Regions from separate parts of the Macaca mulatta genome. Here region 1 is linked to region 2. The links are chromatin contacts, called in public Hi-C maps. All regions are on one chromosome and are shown on one strand. Each heading gives the region's core, a stretch centred on a gene start, on an enhancer-like site or on the middle of the called end of the contact. The rest is flanking DNA. Distances are from core to core; before and after follow the strand shown.

What was found. Hi-C and Micro-C count contacts between places; a contact is called where the count stands out from the background.
Region 1: a contact with region 2 is called in a Hi-C map of fetal cortex germinal zone, with 2.3 times the contacts expected there. The contact joins the promoter of ZNF827 here to the enhancer-like site in region 2. A contact is called at or near these places in 2 of 14 Hi-C or Micro-C datasets (fetal cortex germinal zone and liver).

The regions. Positions count from the first base shown.
Region 1 is chr5:154,495,199-154,499,222 of T2T-MMU8v2.0, forward strand. It overlaps ZNF827 (zinc finger protein 827), which reads right to left and starts at 1,496. Exons shown (of 15, transcript XM_015139305.3): 1 at 1,036-1,496. The coding sequence starts at 1,078.
Region 2 is chr5:154,289,067-154,293,481 of T2T-MMU8v2.0, forward strand. C5H4orf51 (chromosome 5 C4orf51 homolog) reads left to right here. Exons shown (of 6, transcript NM_001194878.1): 6 at 1,023-1,355. The coding sequence ends at 1,130. Among named protein-coding and RNA genes, the nearest start is that of C5H4orf51, 42 kb to the left of the region's middle. Within about 2 kb of position 1,740, at least 31 of the 40 cell types and tissues checked have an H3K27ac peak or open chromatin away from gene starts, as enhancers often do. A contact at or near this core is called in fetal cortex germinal zone and liver, where this site is marked.

The DNA.
Region 1 (4,024 bases), core at 246-2,745, 210 kb after region 2:
CCTGGACTCTGCTCAGGCTCGCCAAGGAGGGGGTCTGAGAGCCCGAGTCTCGCCCGGCTCCGTCTGCTCCGACTGACCCCGCATTTTATTGCGGCCAGGAGCCCTGCTCCTCCCTCCCCTCGGCTCTGCAGGGACCTCGCGCGCCGCGAGCCGCCCTGCCTCCTGCCTCCGCCTCGGCGCAGCTCCCGCACCCCACATCCGCCCGCCGCTGCCCTGCCTCGCCCCCCGCCCGGCCGCCCCGCGCCCCGGCGCGCCCCCTCGCCCCGGCGCCGCGGGAGCAGCCGCCCGGCGGCGCGTGTGTACCCGTGTGTTTGTGTGCGGTGCCCCTACACCCTCCCCAGGCGCTCCCGCCTCGCCCGCCCCCGACTCCCCTCCTCCGCCGCCGCCTCCTCCACCTCCGCCTCCTCCTGCTCCAGCCGCCGCCGCCGCTGCCGCCGGCGGCTCGGGGGCCGACCAACCCCGGCGCAACCTTTAGCCAGGGACGGACCTCTCCCTGGATCCTGTACCCGGCGGCTGCTGCGCGCCCTCTCCCCGACACCCCCAAACGCCATGTCACGGCCCCCAGCCCTCCGCGCGCCCCGACCCCCGCACCCTCAGGCGCCGGAATCCACAAGGAATTTTTTTTTTTAAGATTCCAACCTCTCCCACCTCCCCCCACCAAACCCCCGATAAAACCCCCGGCATCCACACTACTCCCCTCCTCCCTTCTCTTGCCCCCTCCCCCCAGCAACCCGGAGTGAGGAGGGGGAAGGGGAGGGAAAGGGAAAAAAAAGCCCGATCTCAAGGAAAAAAAGAGGGGGGGTGAGAGAAAGAAAGAAAAAGAGAGAGAGAATAGAAAGGGCACGGGGCTGATCATCACCAACATGGCTGCCTCAGCATAGACCTAAACGAGGAGTAACCCGGGCTGTGTCTTTGTCAGTTTCACCTCTGTAACCCTAAACTAATGCAGAAAACAACGGAGGAGGCTGCGGAGGGGAAAGAGGAGAGGGAGGGCGAGAAAATGGCACGAGAGGAGGTGGAGAAGGGATGACTTACGTGAGGGAAGGCGCTTGGGCTGCTCCTGCTTCCTCCTGGGCATTTTCCCCCTTTTCTCACATTCTCCTCCTTGGTTAATGTGAGATCAAATAAACCCCCGTGGGGGCAGAGAGGCAGACACTGGCAGGAGCGGGGAGGTAGTTGGGGGGCGGGCGGGCGGGCAGGGGGAAACCCCTTCTCCGGTGTGTGCAATGGGTTGAAGCTTGTTTCCTGGAGCCAGAAGAGGGGTTTTCTTCTTTTCTTTCCTTTCTTTTTTCCTTTTTTTTTTTTTTTTTTTAATTTTTGGTCGTGCACCTGGCTTGTCCCCGAGCGTAATATTCTTCAATGGAAACGGATCTAATAGGTGTGAGTGTGTGTGTGTCCTATGCTCGCGTGTGTGATGGGAGGTATAAATAAATGAGTGCCGGTGCGGCGGTGTCTATGGCCGCGCTCTGTGTCTCCGAGCCCCTAACACTAATGTCGGGATCAAAGGGCAGCGGCGGCGGCAGCACAGCTCACAGCTCGCTCTCTTGCTCTCTCTCTCTTTCTCGCTCTCTCTCCTCTCGCGCTCTCTCTCTCGCTCTCTCTCTGTCACACACACACACTCACACACACACAGAGGCACAGACTGAGGGAAAGAGAGAGCTACACACACACACACACACACACACACACACGCACGCACACACAGAGAGCAAAGAGGAAGGTGCCCCAAGGCTCCCAGGGCGGACTCAGCCTCGGATTTACAACCGCTCTGTCTGGAAAGAATGGGGGGCGCGCGTGCGGGGGTGGGATGGAGTTCTTCACATTTATCCCGCTAGTCACCAAATCTGGGGGGAAAAAAGTTTTTCCCACTCTTTAAACAACGATTAGTTCATTATTTTACTGATTTTTTAAAAGGAAATAAATTTCTCTCTTAACTTTCTTTTGTTTATTAAGCTACATTTTGTTCTGTATGTAATTCTGCAGGCTTTTGTCCCTACCCATCACCTTAAATCTGGAGGTTACTGTCTCCCACACACTCTCGAAAAACATTCCAATAAAACTAATTTTTAAAAAACTGAAAAGACAACATATGGTGAAATCAATAACTTGGTTGACAGTTGACAGAATAAGTGCCCAGTTTTGGAGTGTCCAGTGGAGTTAAAACTGAAAAATGCTCCTAAATGAACATTACAGCTACTTGACAAAGAGAGGAAAATAAGATTAGGTCACCCCTCATGGTTGCTTTAACTGCTACGTGATACTCCTAGAGTGCACACAGCAATCTTTACTTCGGAAATTTACTTTTTCCCCTGCTACATACTGCAGGTATATGAAGTTTACCCTGAACCAATTCCAGTGTGCATTATGAGCCCAATATAGCAGTTTTCATTAACTGATACATACTTTCATTACCTTACAAATCACACATCTTTCTTCAAAGAGAGACATAAAGGAGAAAAATAGAAAAGGACGGGTCTCACTCGAGCACAAAAGGTACTTGGTGAAAGAGGACTGTTCTCTTTGTGACTTGCAGTCATTTGGATAAAAGTTCACTCAGAGGTTGTTAATGATTTAAACTCCAAAACCTGCTACTATAATTGAAGTAAAAATGGTCTGAAGAAGAGTTGTTTCATAAAACTCTCTTTGTAAGAGGAAACTTTGAACTTAGCAGAATACATTATATGTCATGAGTCAGATGTAGCTAAAAAATAAAAAGGTGCATTATTTAACTACATCTTCCCTTTTTAGCTTTTTTAAAACTCTGACTCATCATCTTATTATGTTAAATATTTTCCTACCAATTTTTAAATAGACCTTTTCATCAAAGAAAGTGGAGGCACAGTAAAGATACAGAACATTAAAATGACACTCTATAAGCCTACATGGATAACTCATGCCTCTTTGAGGTTGAGTTAATTTGTACAACTTCAGTGGTGTTAAAGAGAGCCATGGGGGGTAAATTCTGACCTGCCTTATTAAAAATAATAATAAGGCTTTATATTGCACACTTTTATAAGTGAAGCTTAAAGAGTGCTGTATCTCCCAAAAGATGTCTTTCACTGATAGAGAAATCTCACATTCAACCTTTCCCTGCCAACTGTCCCCAAAAGATCTAGCTTCCCAGTAACAAGTAATGCTATTGAAAGCAAGGTTTGAAACACCTGCATGAATTCAATCTAAAACCAAAACAGAGAGCAGTCAAGTTTAAAATGGAGCACGCTGTAATCCCAGCACTTTGGGAGGCGGAGGTGGGCAGATCACGAGGTCAAGAGATTGAGACCATCTTGGCCAACGTGGTAAAACCCCATCTCTACTAAAAATACAAAATTTAGCTGGGCGTAGTGGCGCACTCCTGTAGTCCCAGCTGCTCGGGAGGCTGAGGCAGGAGAATAGCTTGAACCTGGCAGTCGGAGGTTGCAGTGAGCCAAGACTGGGCCACTGCACTGCAGCCTGGAGACAGAGTGAGACTCCATCTCAAAAAAAAAAAAAAAAAAAAATGGAGCATCATCCTTAAACCAGTTCTTCCTCGAATGTTGGTTCAAAAAAAACTGGTAGTTAGGTTGCCCTGCATTATAATTTGAAATATAACTATCTTTCCACTCAGGTCAAATTCAATTTACCATAATTTTAACTATTGTCGGTGACATTGGACTTGAAATTAATATATTAATGATAAATTATAGCCCATCCTTTCCAAGGAGACCACTGCCCTGAATGTGTAGGATCTTTACAGCTGAACAATGGTCACCATACTTCACCACTGCTCTCTCAGAACCTTTGGCTAGGGTGTTCAGGATTATTACTCTGCGTGGACACACCACCACCTTTTCTGAATTGCTAGGACTCTTCATGATGTTTAGTAGGCTATAATTGAAAACACACTTTAGGCCTTTCCTCAAAGCAGAGTACATTTCCTGCGACCTTTTAAAGCATGCAGGCAAATGCTGTCAACTTTTAATTATATAGGTGTTCTATCAACAGCCAAAAGCATTTTTAAATTGAATTTATTCATACCTCCACCTCT
Region 2 (4,415 bases), core at 490-2,989:
TGATGCCTGCTTCTAGGAAGGGTAGATGATTTCCTGAAAGTACATTTACTGAAAGCTGGCCTCTTGGGAGTTGCTTGGGAGAATCATTAACTATTGTTAAATAAATAAATCCCTCTTGCCTACATGGAATTGTACTGGTGCCAAGCAATTCCATTGCCAATCAGTGTCTGCAGCTGTTCTGGGGGAACAGTTGCTTCTCTCTGTAAGGTTCTTCCCCAACCCCTCCCAGAAAGGGAATTCTCTATACTCAAAGTAGCCGCTTTTAAGTCAACCATTCCCAACAAATAAATGACATTACATCCTGCTCTTGTTTTTGTGGTGCAATAACAGACTAAAAGTACATGCATGTGCACACACACACACCCCACAATTAATATGCGGCGCATATTTGGAAAACCTTGGACCTAGAGTCCTGACAAAAAAAAAAAAAAAAATCATGACTTTTTATTTATGAGACAAGGCAAATCTTAATATTTTTAAATTTTATACTTTGAAGGAGATCAAGCACTGAGATATATAAATGCCCGATTTCCTGCATCAAAGCAATAAGTAGAGATTGAATGAAATTTTCAACGATCATTAACACTATTCTTAGTTTTGAAAGTACTTGCTTGCTGGGTAGTGCCTTTGGTAACCATTCTCTAAGTATTTATATTCCTGTGTCCTATCTTGAAGAAGTTCCTGATGGAAACTGGAAAGCAGAGCATTCACATCCAGGAATGTGGGGACTAGAGGAATTAGGGAAACCTGGAAAGAATCTTACCAGAGAAGCAGTGGGGGCCGGTTAGGGATTGCAAGAGTTCCTGCCCTTTTTCTCTCCCGCTTTATTAATCTGGCCTTCCTGACAGAGATACAATATATTGAACAGGAGGGTTAAGAGAGATGGAAGAAAATGCAGGATCAATCCCATCTCCTGCTCATGAGTGATGTCTGGTTTGGAAGAGACCATTTAATTCCCAATTCTGTGGAAAAGTGACCTTTGCAGATGAGCGAGTGTTGACAATCAGGCCATTTTTCTCCAGCTTCATGGACGGTGCGATTCTGAAAGCAAGGTTGGCTCATCTGAGGATTCAGAAGCTGATCTATACTCTGATTATGGCTGGGGAGGACCCTCATCGCCATTTAACTGAGTTGGAAAACGAAGCCACAGTGCTGGAGGCGTGGAGTTTGCTTAATAAACAACTTTGAGGTATGGGGCCCCCCCAACACCCCCCTGCCCAGGAACATCTGGACCCTGGCAGGTTGGCTTTCTGGGACAATTCCATGGGCTTCATTTCTCAATTTGTTCCCTTTTTAATTGGTGGTGAGAGACAAAACGTGTTATAATCTTTATTAAACTTTCCTTTTTAAATAAATACTTGGGACCACATTTATGCACAAGAACCACAGAAATGGTGCTGCGGCCCCGACCGTCGTGGGCTCCGGCGTCACAGAGCCTGTCCCTTGTATCTGGGAGCCCCGGGGAAGGGCGCAGGGGCGTGAGAAAGGTTCTTTGTATTCAGAGCGGTCACCCAGCAGAGCCGGAGCCTTCCACCGCCAGGTTTTCCTCCGCGCAAGGCGCCGCCGGGAAGCGAATTGCCTTCGACCGTCGGGGCGGGGTCGCGGCCCTCCCGCCCTGGCTGTCTCGGTAGGCTGCCCGCGCCCCCGGAGCCGCGCCCACGGCCCGCCCACCCGCCGCCTGCCCCTCCCCTCCCCCGTCCGCCTCTTCCCGCTCCTCCCGGCCCGCCGGAGCGGCCACCTCCTCCTTCCTGCACGGCCCACCTCCTCTCTCCGCGATCCTCTGGCTCTCTCCACGATCCTCCTCCCCTAGCGTCCACGGGCCGCCTCCACCGCCTACGACCCTCCTCCTCTCTTCGCGACCCTCCTCCTGCTAATTCTCCCCGCTACCGCCCGCCTCGTCGTCCCCGCGGAGCGCGCGGGAGGAGGGACCGGGAGGGGCAGGGGCTGCGCGGTGACCCGGGGCGCGGGAAGGAGCCCGCTGCTGTCAGGCCCGCAAAGGGCCCCGGCAGCCGCCGACTTCCGAGGAAAGGCAGAACGGTGTTTGGTTTACTGAAGTAGCCACCTCCTACCCCCTCTTCCTCCCCAGTCCCCGCTTTCTGCCCCCAACACCCCCTTCCATTTACTCCCAGTTACCAAGACCGTCCTTCTCTTAGGATTTTTGTTGAATAGAAAATACAATTAAAAGTCGCAGCACCACCCCTGCCTCCCGTCCCCCAAACTCCTAGTGATTATTTTTGTCTCTTAGCCCTAGGTTGGGTTAAATACATTCCCCGGGAGCCATCTGGTCTGATTCCCGGCAACCTTCGTATGGTTTCCATTAGGCTCTCCAAAAGCATGCGTTGAAAAGGCAGCCCTGCAGCCACTCAGGAACCTCCGGAGTTTTGCCCTGGCCAGCCCCTGTAGACATCTCAGGCAGTAGGAGAGAAAGGCCTTTGTTGAGGTTCCGAGTCTAGTACCTCATGATCCAGGTTTTAATCTCTTAACTTGCTGGCTTTTCCTGGTCCAGTAAAATACAGTTCTCTAAGGTAATGGTTATCATTAATTCATCATTTGTTTTTTACTATATGCAAGGGATAGCTGATTAGAATTCTGTTTTAATTCTAAAAATGAAGTCTTAACAGCTTTACAGATGAGTTGCAACAGTAACCTGGCCGCAGAAGTTCAATTTGACCAGCAGCATTGGTGTGGTGGGGTCTACACCTTCTTGCTTGTCTATCCCCCATTCCTTAATCCCCAAAAGGCAAAGAGCAAATGTTTGCTTGTGGAAACATATTCCCTCACACGTGGGTTAGGGCTTGTATCCAAGAAAAAGGGAACCGGCAGGTTCATAGACTCAGAGTGTTGTAACTAGAATGTTCCTTAGGATTCATCCGAGATGTATGTCCATTGATTGAGGACACTCAGAAAGTGGAGGGGCTTCGGGAAGGTCACATGACTGATGAGTACTGTACTGCGGCCTAATTTGGGGATGGGAGGGTGGGGAAGAGACCTGGGCATCAAATGCTTTATCATATACAGCAAGGAAGATTGTGGTCAAATCAATTCATTAGTGGCACATCCTAGCTCTCCCCAGCCCCTCAGCTGCAGTCCCGTCTCTGTCCTGCTCTGTGCCTCCCTGTTTGGGGAGTTAGAGCCCTTTGCTTTTCTTCCTATTTCCCCACTCCCGCCCTGCCCGTGTGAGTTTTATTTGGGTTTTTAAAACGAAACCAGGTGCTGCATAAAACAAAAGCAAAGTAATAACAAGGAAAGACTATCCAACCCTTGAGGAATGTGCTGAGTTTTATGACTCAGGCTGTCCTGGCAAAGGGCTTGGGCTGACAGCGAGAGGTGGGTGGCACGGAGCACAGACCATACATGGCAGCCCTGGCCTCCCCAGATAGGCATGGCCAAGGCAGCCTGTGACTCATTTCACAAAACCAGAGACTCTTGTTCTTTGTGGAGCAAGACTTCCCGGAGGCTAAAGCAAGATGATCATCAACTTTTCTCCTAGAGCTCCAGAGCCAGTTCAGTCTGATAGAGCAGGGGCCACCCCGGAGTTTGGAGGGGAAGAGAGCCCAGGCACAAGGCCATCCCTGGGAAAGAAACAGGCTTGATGGACTTGGGCGAGGGCTTTGGTGCAGTCAGCAGATGAGTAACATGGAAGTTGCAACGTGACATGAAAATTAGCATGTATTGTAGTGGAGACAATGGCTTGAGAGTTCCAGGTCGTTGGACTGCCACAGTGCCTTGGAGAAGGGGACTGTTGGAGTGCTCCTAAGCCCGGAGGAGGTGTTTGCTCCTCCTGAGTGCATGGAGCACAGGAAAAGCTTGTCAGATGCCAGTAAGGTTTCCGAGGTGCCATTCCTCATGCAATCAGGAAGAGTAACTACGGGCAAAAGTAGTAGACTTTGCATAAACACCCAGAGAGCCACCCAGACACACATCCTCACATTCTGAGAATTCTTTTCAAATGAGCATAGTAATGGGGTGAGGTGTACATTTTTTCTGTTACTAAGAGACAGACTGGGAGAGTGAGAATGCAAAGGAGAATGTCCCTCCTAGCAGAGGTGGTGGGAGGGGTTGGCATTTGGGTGACAAGAATCTGTTTGCGCCCCCTTCATTACACAGGCCTGGGTGAAACGGGACTGATAGGGCTTCTTCTGGCTTCTGCTTCTGGTTTCTTCTTCCCAGAGAAGGCTGTCACTTTTTGAATGAGAATGAACTTTGACTGGCATAAATGAGATCTCTGTGCAGAAGCCCCATGGAACAGGCTCTTGTGTTTCCTTATCTTCTTTCTCTTTTTCTTTTCCTTTCCATGGACTATCCATTGAAAAGCTATGGTGACTATTCCATAATTGCAGGCAAAGCTCTGCTTAACTTTTTCCTTAAAGTCTACTTACCTGGAAAAATAAAGTCTTTTAAGGAAGATGACTTCA